2 separate regions of the Lactuca sativa genome follow, and region 1 is linked to region 2. The links are chromatin contacts, called in public Hi-C maps. All regions are on one chromosome and are shown on one strand. Each heading gives the region's core, a stretch centred on a gene start, on an enhancer-like site or on the middle of the called end of the contact. The rest is flanking DNA. Distances are from core to core; before and after follow the strand shown. Region 1 holds the start of LOC111919948. Region 2 holds the start of LOC111894240 (cation/calcium exchanger 4).

Region 1 (5,279 bases), core at 1,442-3,941, 150 kb before region 2:
TCATAAAAGCCCACTAATGGCCTAATTTTACAAATTGGGCCTAACCCCATATGAGCCTTATCCTAAAGCACAACAATTTATGGTCCAATAATAAATCTTCAATGCCCCAAAGGCCCAAGCCCATTGGGCATACTAAGGCTCAATACCAAAAACTTTGGCCCAACTAGACATGCCCAAACAAGAGTCCAAGACTATAATATTACTTTGACCAATAAGCCCAACCCACAAGGCTCAAACCCATGTTCGAAGCCCAAACGAGAACAAACCTAAAATCCACAACTGAACGTACGCGGGGCGTACCTCCTTGGTACGCTCATCGTACATAAAGATACTGATTAGGGCCTCAAGTCAGTACGTAGGGCATACATGGACTTACGTGGGGCGTACCCGCTGCTTCTCCAAAACTCATATTATGACTTAATCCGTTAATTCCTTCCGTTAAAACCTCAGGATACCTTCCAACAAAGCTCTTAATGCATAAAGTTGGCACCTTTATGCATTTACATGACTCAATGGGACCCAATAATCATTTTAATCCATTAAGACCCAACAAGAACATGCATGGGCCAATTTTAAACACCAAGCAATCATTTTATGAACTTATTACCTTAGAATTGTTAAGAGTGGCAACTCAAAGCTCATGGAGTGGTGTCCAACCACTAGATGTCACTCTCGAGGTCAAAATGGAACCAAAACCCACATAACTTTAGATCTCAACTTTTAAAGAGCAAGTTAAGAACCCTTTACCTTTTATGAGTTGGAAATGTCACAAATAGTCCAAATCCACAAGCCTTCCTATTGATTCACCACCTTGCATTACACCTCCTCTCTTGAATGTACACTAAAACCCACCAAGATACACATAAAAAGGCTCACAACACGTTTGGATGAGGCTACAACTTGAGATTATGGTTTATGACAATGGAGGATGAAGGATAGGCTCACACTTGGGACTTAAGGTGTTTAAATAGTGAGCCAACCCCAAGATTTAGGGTTTTGGGATTCAACACATTACGCTGGGCGTAATATCTGTACGCTGAGCATACAGCTCAAACATCCATGTGTCCATTTTCCAACATTATGTTGGGCGTACCCAGCCAAACACATGCATGCCACCTTTGGATGAATAGAACCGGAATGCAAATCTTTTTCCATCAAGGGCTAAATATGCCAAAACTTCAAAATACCATAACTCCCTCGTCATAGGTCCGTTTCCAACAAACCGTATATCCATGGAAAGGTGGCAAGAAGCCTTACGCTTCTAACGACACACCTAAGCCTTAAAACCTCCCGAAAAAAACCCAAAATCCATAAAATATCAAACATCAATTTACGATTATACCCTTGACTTCCGAAGACACAATCGAACACTTGGATCACTTATACTATGACACCCACATCCGAATTGGGCCAAATCCTTCCTTTCCCAATGCCTTAAACCTTATGACAACTGATGATTGGGCCACAACCTCGAATAAGGAAGCAAATCTGAAACTGAGTGTTACAAACCTCCCCCACTTAAATTAAATTTCGTCCTCGAAATCGCTCATTACTAACACTCGTATCAAAACAAATAGCTTGAGGAACGCACCCGAAAGTTCTGCGCACAACACAACCTTCCCATGATATCCGAAACCCAAACAGAAACTTCCATCCCGAATAAAACCAACCTTTTTGCCCCTACACACCCCCTGAAGACTAGATGAACATTTTCCGAATCCCAGCAACATTGATGACCACAAATGCTTTGAAATGATACTACACTCGAATCTTGAAGTCCAAATAACAGATGCTCATACCAAAACCTCAGCAATAGACCACTTCCCTTGGCGCCCCCATAAGTCAATCCAAGCACAATGACTGAAACCACCGAATCCTGACGATGCCGGATAACCAACCTGCTGAACCCTGACCACAGGCCTTCGACCCAATGCCACTGGGTTGATCTCGTCCAAAATCGGAAATAACAACCGAACACTTGGAACTCACTATACATGATACAACCCCAATTAACCAATTAACGATCCATGACATGCAAATGACATATAACATTTCTTGGAGATATAACCCAACATAAATAGAGAAATAAACCAAATATACGCTTACCCAATCTGATGCAAGATTCAAAACAATATAAATACCGATATAAAGGTTAGTGATAACATATCACGATTTCTATATTCTGTTGTGAAGTAGCCTAAGTTACCGATATAGCATCGTCATGGTGTGGTCCTCGAGAGAACATATGTTTTATTCTTGATGGCCTTAGGGGTGTAGCGGTAATAGTTCACGATTGCCTCTTCTAAGGAGTACCCTTAGTTGGCGTTGGAGTGGATGCGAAAAATAAAAAAACCACGATACCGAACTACTCTGGATCGAACCGAGACAAACAAAGACCGTCCTCGACCAAACTAACAAAATCCATTTCGGCAAAGACCAATTGTAGAGTGACTTTGGGGCCTCTATGGTCTGTGCTCTAAGATCACATTCTACTGCAATGTCTTTTTGAATTAAAAAGACATAATCGTTGGATTGAGTGGACTTGGAATTCCATTTTGGGCTTATTGTTAGACTTGGGAGTTGGGACGTTGAGACTTGGGAGTCTAGGAGAAAGGCCCAAATCAATACAAGTGGATAGCCCAGGTAAAATTTTAAACACCTTTACCTGTCGAGTGCTGCGGGAAAACCCTTTTGTTAAACCCTCTCCACTCGCCAGCAAAACACAAACGAAAACGTCCTCTGTCATGGCCGACGCCGGAACTATTCGAACATTTGAAGATTTTCTGAAGGTTCATGGTCTACTACTTGCAGCTGCCGGTATTCCTCAGTCACTTTACCGGAAACTCTTTGAGAAGCTGTCCACTGAAACTTTCGATGGCGGCAATTACTTCCAGGTGGAGCCGGTAGAGGATGGACGCCAAAGGCGTCTTGTTCTCACCACCTCGAATTCCATGGGAAAAGAATCAAACATTTTTCTCGTTGATCATGCTTTGTCCTTTCGACTTGCGGATGCCCCCAAACAGGTTAAGTTGCTTCCTGTACAGTCTTCTATAATTTTATCGTGTTCGAGTTCGGATTAAGCGATTAAGTCTTAATTATGAGTGAACGACATCGATGGGATTCTATTGTTTACTCAACTTACATTTTGTTAAGACCAGATTGCATCTTCTATTGTGTTTATGTACATTGTTTTGAAATGTATGTACTGTTTTAACAGCTGCAAGAAATTCCAGGGTTGGTAGAAAGAATGGCTTCATTGATGTGTGTGGATATTGATTTGAATTCAGACGATGAAGATGCAGATAAAGAGGATATCAAATTAACTGTTGTGGAAATCGTGGAGAGAGAATTGGAGAAGGTGAAAAAGGAGGGGCCTGGTGCAGTGGTGTGGTTGGAACTCGAGGATCTTAACATTGATGATGATGTCTTTGTGTCCCTTGATTTACCTACCAAATTTCCTGTATGTCACCATTGCTCACATTCTCATCTCTTTCATGCATTTCTTTTCTTGAGAATTCCACCATTGATGCATCAATTTTACTTTTTGGTGCTCAAATTCTATAGGACTTAATTGCACTTAGTCTGTGCAACAACAAGATTAAGTTCACCGAGACAATCACCAAGGAAATTGTGAAGTTCAAACACCTTAGAGCTCTCTGGCTAAACAATAACCCAATCATGCAGAATTTGTAAGTGATTGCTAAAGTTTTTAATCATAGCTGCTGGTGTGAAACAGTAAAATAGATAAAACTGAAGTACTTTTTCCTCTAGTGATGATCATGTTGCAGATGCTATTATTCATAATTTCCCAAGACTTGAAATCTTGAACTCATCTTTTACCCGAAAATACACGGGCTGGGCTTTGGGTTTCTGTGGAGGAATTTATGACAAAGACAATCCGGGATGTGGACATGATGATGATAACCACTCGTTGCAGGGTTTGACTTCTCTTGACCTTTCAAACAGACGTATTCACAGCCTACACATGGTATAATCAGATAATCATCCAAACTACATTTATTTCCAACTATTCATATTATTTACTTCCACTTTGCAACTCTTTTTAGGGGTTTTCAGCTGATGCTATGCCATCTCTTTCCTACTTAAATCTTCGAGGAAATCCATTAAATGATCACTCTGTATCTGATTTACATGAACATCTAAAAGCCTTTACCAGCTTACATTCGATTGAGGTATCTTCAATCACTAAAGCTCTCATCTTTATATATATATATATATTGCTAATTCTAGGTATGTGACAGGTGGACATTCCTGGACCTCTAGGAGACAGTGCAATCAAGATTGCTGAATCTCTTCCTAATCTTTCTTTCCTAAATGGTGTAAACACATCAAAAGTCTTAGAATCTGGAAAAAGCGTGATTGATTCAATGCTTCTTCCTCGTCTTCCTGAATGGGATTCTGGTGAACCCTTAATTGATCGTGTCTTGAATGCCATGTGGTTATACTTAATGTCTTATAGATTATCAGATGAAGAGAAGATTGATGAGACTTCTATATGGTATGTATAACAACTCAACACCCTTAAAACATTTAACATTTTATCAATATCACGTAAATGATTTTTTTTAATCGTGTTATTTGTAGGTATGTGATGGATGAATTGGGTTCAGCTCTTCGACACAGTGATGAGCCGAATTTCAGAGTATCACCATTCCTATACATGCCCGATGGAAAACTTGAGTCAGCAGTGAGGTCAACTCATCTTATTACCATGATTAGAGTCTCTTAACCATGATTACAATCTGATTATAATGGATTACATTTTCAGCTTCACGATTCTTTGGCCTATAAAGAATGTTGAAGATGGTGATGAATGCACTCGTGATTATTTATCTGGGATTGGAGAAAAGAAGCAACGTTCTGCTAGACTAACAGCTTGGTTTCATACCCCACAGAAGTACTTTATCAAAGTATGTTTTTGACTTTTAAGATCATCTTTGTAATTATGAAACGATCTTTAATGTTTTTTACATGTCATCAATTATACAGGAGTACGAAACATTTTGGCAGAATTTGAGATCAATAAGTTCTTCACCAGTTAATAAGGCATCTAGAACTGGTAGTCTGGCACGCAGTGATAGATGTCCTCTTGGTGTTTATACAGATATTCCACAAGTGGAAGAAATCTTGACACACCCAGGATTTATAATCAGTACGTGTTGTGTTACTTACTCACGAGCACTTCATTTAATAATTTTTTGTATTTTTTATGGTTTGTAGCAAGTGAGCCGAAGGAAGCGGATATAATATGGACAAGC
Region 2 (4,928 bases), core at 406-2,905:
AAGCTAAGTAGATTAGCCCAGTAGCTAGTCGGTTGTTACCATACTGGTTGTTCCATAGGAATGCGAGGAGGGAAGGGGCTAGGGTTACGCTGACGACAGCGTAACCTTTTGACCATCTTCCTTCCTCGATTATTGGAATTGTCAACCGTCTTGGCAACGATAACGGGAATTCTAGACATGAAAATAGTTTAGAACACGAAAGTGGTGAGTTGTTATGTTCTTCATCCTTCCATCCCCAAAGAGGCTTTGGGTTATCTTCCATATGTCCAAGAACCTCCGAGTAAATTGACACGTTTGAACCCCACATCCAGTGTGGAACCTTTGATTCAATCAAGAGTGGGACATCATCGGAATCCGTGAAAGACATGTTTATTGATTCAAGATCTTTATTTTCGTAATCATCCATTTGAGTAACAGCCAACAACGGGACACTTATTGTCTCAATGTTCAAAATCCCATCTCTTAGTCTCAAGAACTCGTTAGCGGCAACTAAGGCGGCGTAAACAATGTAAATAAAAACAAACGCGATTGCGCCACCGACACTAACCTCTCCGATAAGCAAGATGAAAGCAAGAGAAACAACGGCAAAAAGAAACACAGATACATCTCTAATGAAGCATTTCTTATCGATATTCACAGCCTGATCAGCCACACAGATAGAAATAGTCCCGACAACAACACACGTCACGAAAATGGCTCCACCCAGAATACTGTTGAGCCCAACATCGCCATTATCGGTGCCCACAAAAGCAGCGATGCTAGCAAATACATCAGGGGCACCGTTTCCTAATGGAAGCAAGGTGACCCCTGCGACAGTTGGTGGCAATCGCAATAAATTCGACAACTTTTCAAGAGAACAACAGAAGTAATCGGCAGCTGTGTTGCCCAAAAGATAAAACAAGGCAGCAAGCCATAAAACGAGTACAATGTAACCAAAGAAAGCATGGTTTTGACAAGAACAGTAGAAGAAGTTCATGTAATTGAAAAAACCATCGGATTTACATTGAGGGTTAGCTAATAAGAACTCACATACACTTTCATAGCCTTCATGTTGATTTAGTCCTGTACAATCAGGTGGGGTCTTGATACCCAAGTTTCGTGGAGTACTGTGCAACCCGACCCGGTTGATAACCTTGTAGTTCCATTTATGGGTCTGTTGGTGAAAGCAAAATACGAGAAATACAAGGCTGAAAACACCATGCAAAGAACCACGGGAATTGAAGGGTATCCGGAAGCGGTGGTCCATTTACACCAACAGAAACCTAGTTTTATGATCTTACTTTACAATTTGACTAAGGAGATCAAGAAATAATGATTTGGGTAATACGTTGAGGTAATTGGGTATCATCAAAAAACCAGAGTGAAAAGAAGTGATCACGTAGGCATATGATTCGATAAGATTTCGATTTCGAGAATTGAAATAGGTAAAGAAGATCAAGAATGACAGACGTGTATTAGATCAAGGAGGCAAAAACCCAAAATTATGAAAGGGAAAGAGAGGAACTTTTAGGGCTCTTGATGTTGAAGAAGGAGAGACGAGATGACTTGTGTTTTGGTTTTTTGTGAACAGATTGAGTCGATTCGAGTGGTTCAGTTTTCATGAGAAGGTATCATTCCGATGAGTTCTGGGGTTGTCATTTTCGGCAACTAATTAAATGTGCCAAAACTCAAAAGGGTATAACCGGTATATGATTTCTTAATCATTTACGTTTAAAGATTAAAGATATGTTTTAGTGAAAAAATTAAACACATGTTTTCTTCAAGAAAATAATGCACATACTTTTTGTTTCTAAAACATATTACTTTTATTGTTTACAGTGGATGATAACATGCCCGTAAAAGTTAAAACTATTTTTCCATTAATTTTTAGCTTAATAGTATGTTCTAAAATTAATATTTAAAACTTACGTAGTTTATTTTATAACTAAATAAAAGATCTTGTCATGTAAAATTATATTTGACATTCGTAACCAAAAACTTTTACTCATTTACAAAGAAATATTAATATTTTACAACGAAAAAAAGAGTTCTGATTTATTAAGATTTATTAAGAAAGTCCAAAATGATATTGTTAGTCCAAGAAAGAAATAGTCATGTTCATTATGAATATGCCCTTCGAAAAATAAGAAAAAAAGTATGTTCATTATTAATAGACAAATTTACATAAATGGTCCTTTTGGTTTTTCAAATTCATATGTTTTGTCCGGAACTTTTTTCTCAAGAAGATGATGATGGTGTCCATGGTTTTAATTTATTACACAGTTGATACATATGGTTTTATTTTTTTTAAAAATTTTATATGTAATTACCATTTTACCTGTAACATCTTTAAAAAGTTTAGATGACAAGTTACGGTATGCAATTTTGTTAAGTTGTGTGAATTACCTAATTTAGAAGATGTGAAATAAGGTTATTATAATAAAAAAAAAATAATGTATACCCCTTTGTTTATAAATGAAAATGTAGAACTTTTTAGCAGAGCTAATCTAAAAGAAGTTATAGTTGACTCGAATACGAATATATGGATATAAAGATCATTAAAATATGAGTATGTACGAAAAAGTTATGGTTAATTGAAGTTGGAGAGTAAAATGTATTGCTTAAAGAAGAAAATGAGAGTTACACGGTTGTATAATGCCTTACACGGTCGTGTAAATGGTTCGAATAGTCTAAACTTCAGTTTAATGAAGTAGATTGTTTTTTATGGCACTTTTGGGACTATTTTGGCAAAACATGGTTGAGTTTCATGTTATACAGTTTTGTAAAGGGGTCAAGGTCTATAAAAATACATTATATCATGTGTTAAGTCGGTTGCTTGCCCCTCATTTCACCACACACCATTTGGAGACCATCTAAGGGCAATTTTAGGAGCTTAATACTAAGAGGTTGATGCTCTATCCAAGGATTTCCATGAAGGACAAGAATCATGGCTTCTATATCTTGGGTTGAAGGTAACTTCTTCTTCTTAGCAAGCTTAGACAAACTTTAATGGTGAAAGTGTAAAGGGATGATGAAACCCTAGTTCTTATATATATATATATATATATATATATATATATATATATAGAGAGAGAGAGAGAGAGAGAGAGAGAGAGAGAAATGAAATCTTGATGATAATTATGTAGTAGGTGTAGTAAACATGTTTTCAAGCCTTAATATGGTTTATTGCTTGAATTTAAAGATGATGATCATGAACCCTAATTGGGTGGTTTGCTAGATATGTGAGATTGAACTGGTATCTTAATGAATTAAGGCATAAGGATAAGTTCTTCGTGAAGCCTAACTAGTTTTAGCCGTGAGATTGTAAAATAATGATATTATGTTATTATAGAAGATTGGAAATGAAAATATGGAATATAATAAAGCTCTTTTGAAAGAGAAGTATTCTTATGAGCTTATTATTTTGATTGAATAGGTATTTAGGGAATATTTGTCAAGAAGCACAAAGTGAAGGATAAGGAATGATAGTTAGTCTTCACTAACTAACAATGTGTGTACATGAGGATTTTTTCCAATGTTAATGGTTTTGATTAAATTAACTCTTTGAAAGAGTAAGTACAAGTTATATGACTGAAAAGATAAAGGACTTTTTATAACTTATGCTTTAAACTTGTAAATGTTTTGAAATGATTATTTATACTATTGACATTGTTTTCTAGATAGAGCATGACATTTGTATATGACTGGGCCATTAAAAAAAAGTAATCATGTATATAATGAATGTGATTGCATAGTATAATATAGTGTCCGAACAAGGTTGTAAAAAATGTTCGATGATCGACTTCGTTAATTAAAGGAATAATCGGTCTATGTGAAGATTAATCGAGGAGCATTAATTATTAATAAAATTATTTAAATACAATTAATATATCTTAAAAAAATATTTGAAATTTTGAAAATTTAAAACTTTGGATTTTTGAAATTTTCTTTATATAATATTTGGAAATTTGAAAATTTTGGTACAATATTTGAAAAGTTGAAAACATGAATTTTTTATTTTTTATTTTTTTCGCCAAAGACTACCAAGGACCGACGTTAACTGATACCAAAACCGATTAAACTAGTCGTCTGGCCTTAATTGTAATCAACTCAAAGCCGTCAATCGATTAATTGGTCGCCATAATTTGTGCAACACTGGTCTAGACAATCATGATATCCCAAGAACGAGATAATAAAAGACTCTACATGGCATGTGGAGTGTGCATTGTCAACAATATAATTGATATACTATCTTTTATGGAAATTAACACTTCTTTTGCTTGTTGCTCCATTATGGAGTGTGCATTGTCAACAATATAATTGATAAAAAACTATTTGTGCAATAAGATAAGTGATTAAATTATAAATAATTATCTAGTGTCAGAAAGAAATGTTAAACATTTAGCAACGACATCACACAATTATATATTATTTTCAAAATATGAAAACTCGTGAACAATTATAAGATATTGACAACTATTTTCAAAATTACATTTTATTTTTGGTATCAAAAAGTTAATACTAAACTTATTTTAGATGATATTATTAACGCCAAATAACTGGACCCGTTTATTTTGTAACCTCAATTAAAGTGGACAAGACAAAATTTTGAATCCTTGAATCCTGAATATGCCACTGCCACCCACCCCTAGGAATATAAAAGTCATCTATCTAACATGGAATTTCAAGGATTCCAACATAATTATATTCCGTCTGTTTGACAACCAAACAAGATATAGAAGGAATATCTGTCTCGGATTTCATTAGAATCTACAAACCAAACACACACACACACACACACACACCTTAAGGGAATGGCTGATTTCATTTTTTTAATCTCTTGATTAAACTTATACGTAACCAATTCTCTCCAACATGTGTCAATAAAATTCAACTTTCTTTGTTGGTATTCGACTGACTTCTGCATGGTGCCTACTTTGGAAGTTTTC

Evidence for each region. Hi-C and Micro-C count contacts between places; a contact is called where the count stands out from the background.
Region 1: a contact with region 2 is called in a Hi-C map of leaf, with 5 times the contacts expected there. The contact joins the promoter of LOC111919948 here to the promoter of LOC111894240 in region 2. A contact is called at or near these places in 3 of 4 Hi-C or Micro-C datasets (leaf and seed).

The regions. Positions count from the first base shown.
Region 1 is chr8:132,245,631-132,250,909 of Lsat_Salinas_v11, reverse strand. It overlaps LOC111919948, which reads left to right and starts at 2,691. Exons shown (of 15, transcript XM_023915514.3): 1 at 2,691-3,023; 2 at 3,218-3,460; 3 at 3,565-3,689; 4 at 3,772-3,988; 5 at 4,068-4,193; 6 at 4,263-4,519; 7 at 4,606-4,713; 8 at 4,790-4,931; 9 at 5,011-5,080; 10 at 5,242-5,279. The coding sequence starts at 2,745.
Region 2 is chr8:132,099,632-132,104,559 of Lsat_Salinas_v11, reverse strand. It overlaps LOC111894240 (cation/calcium exchanger 4), which reads right to left and starts at 1,655. Exons shown (of 1, transcript XM_023890316.3): 1 at 1-1,655. The coding sequence starts at 1,246.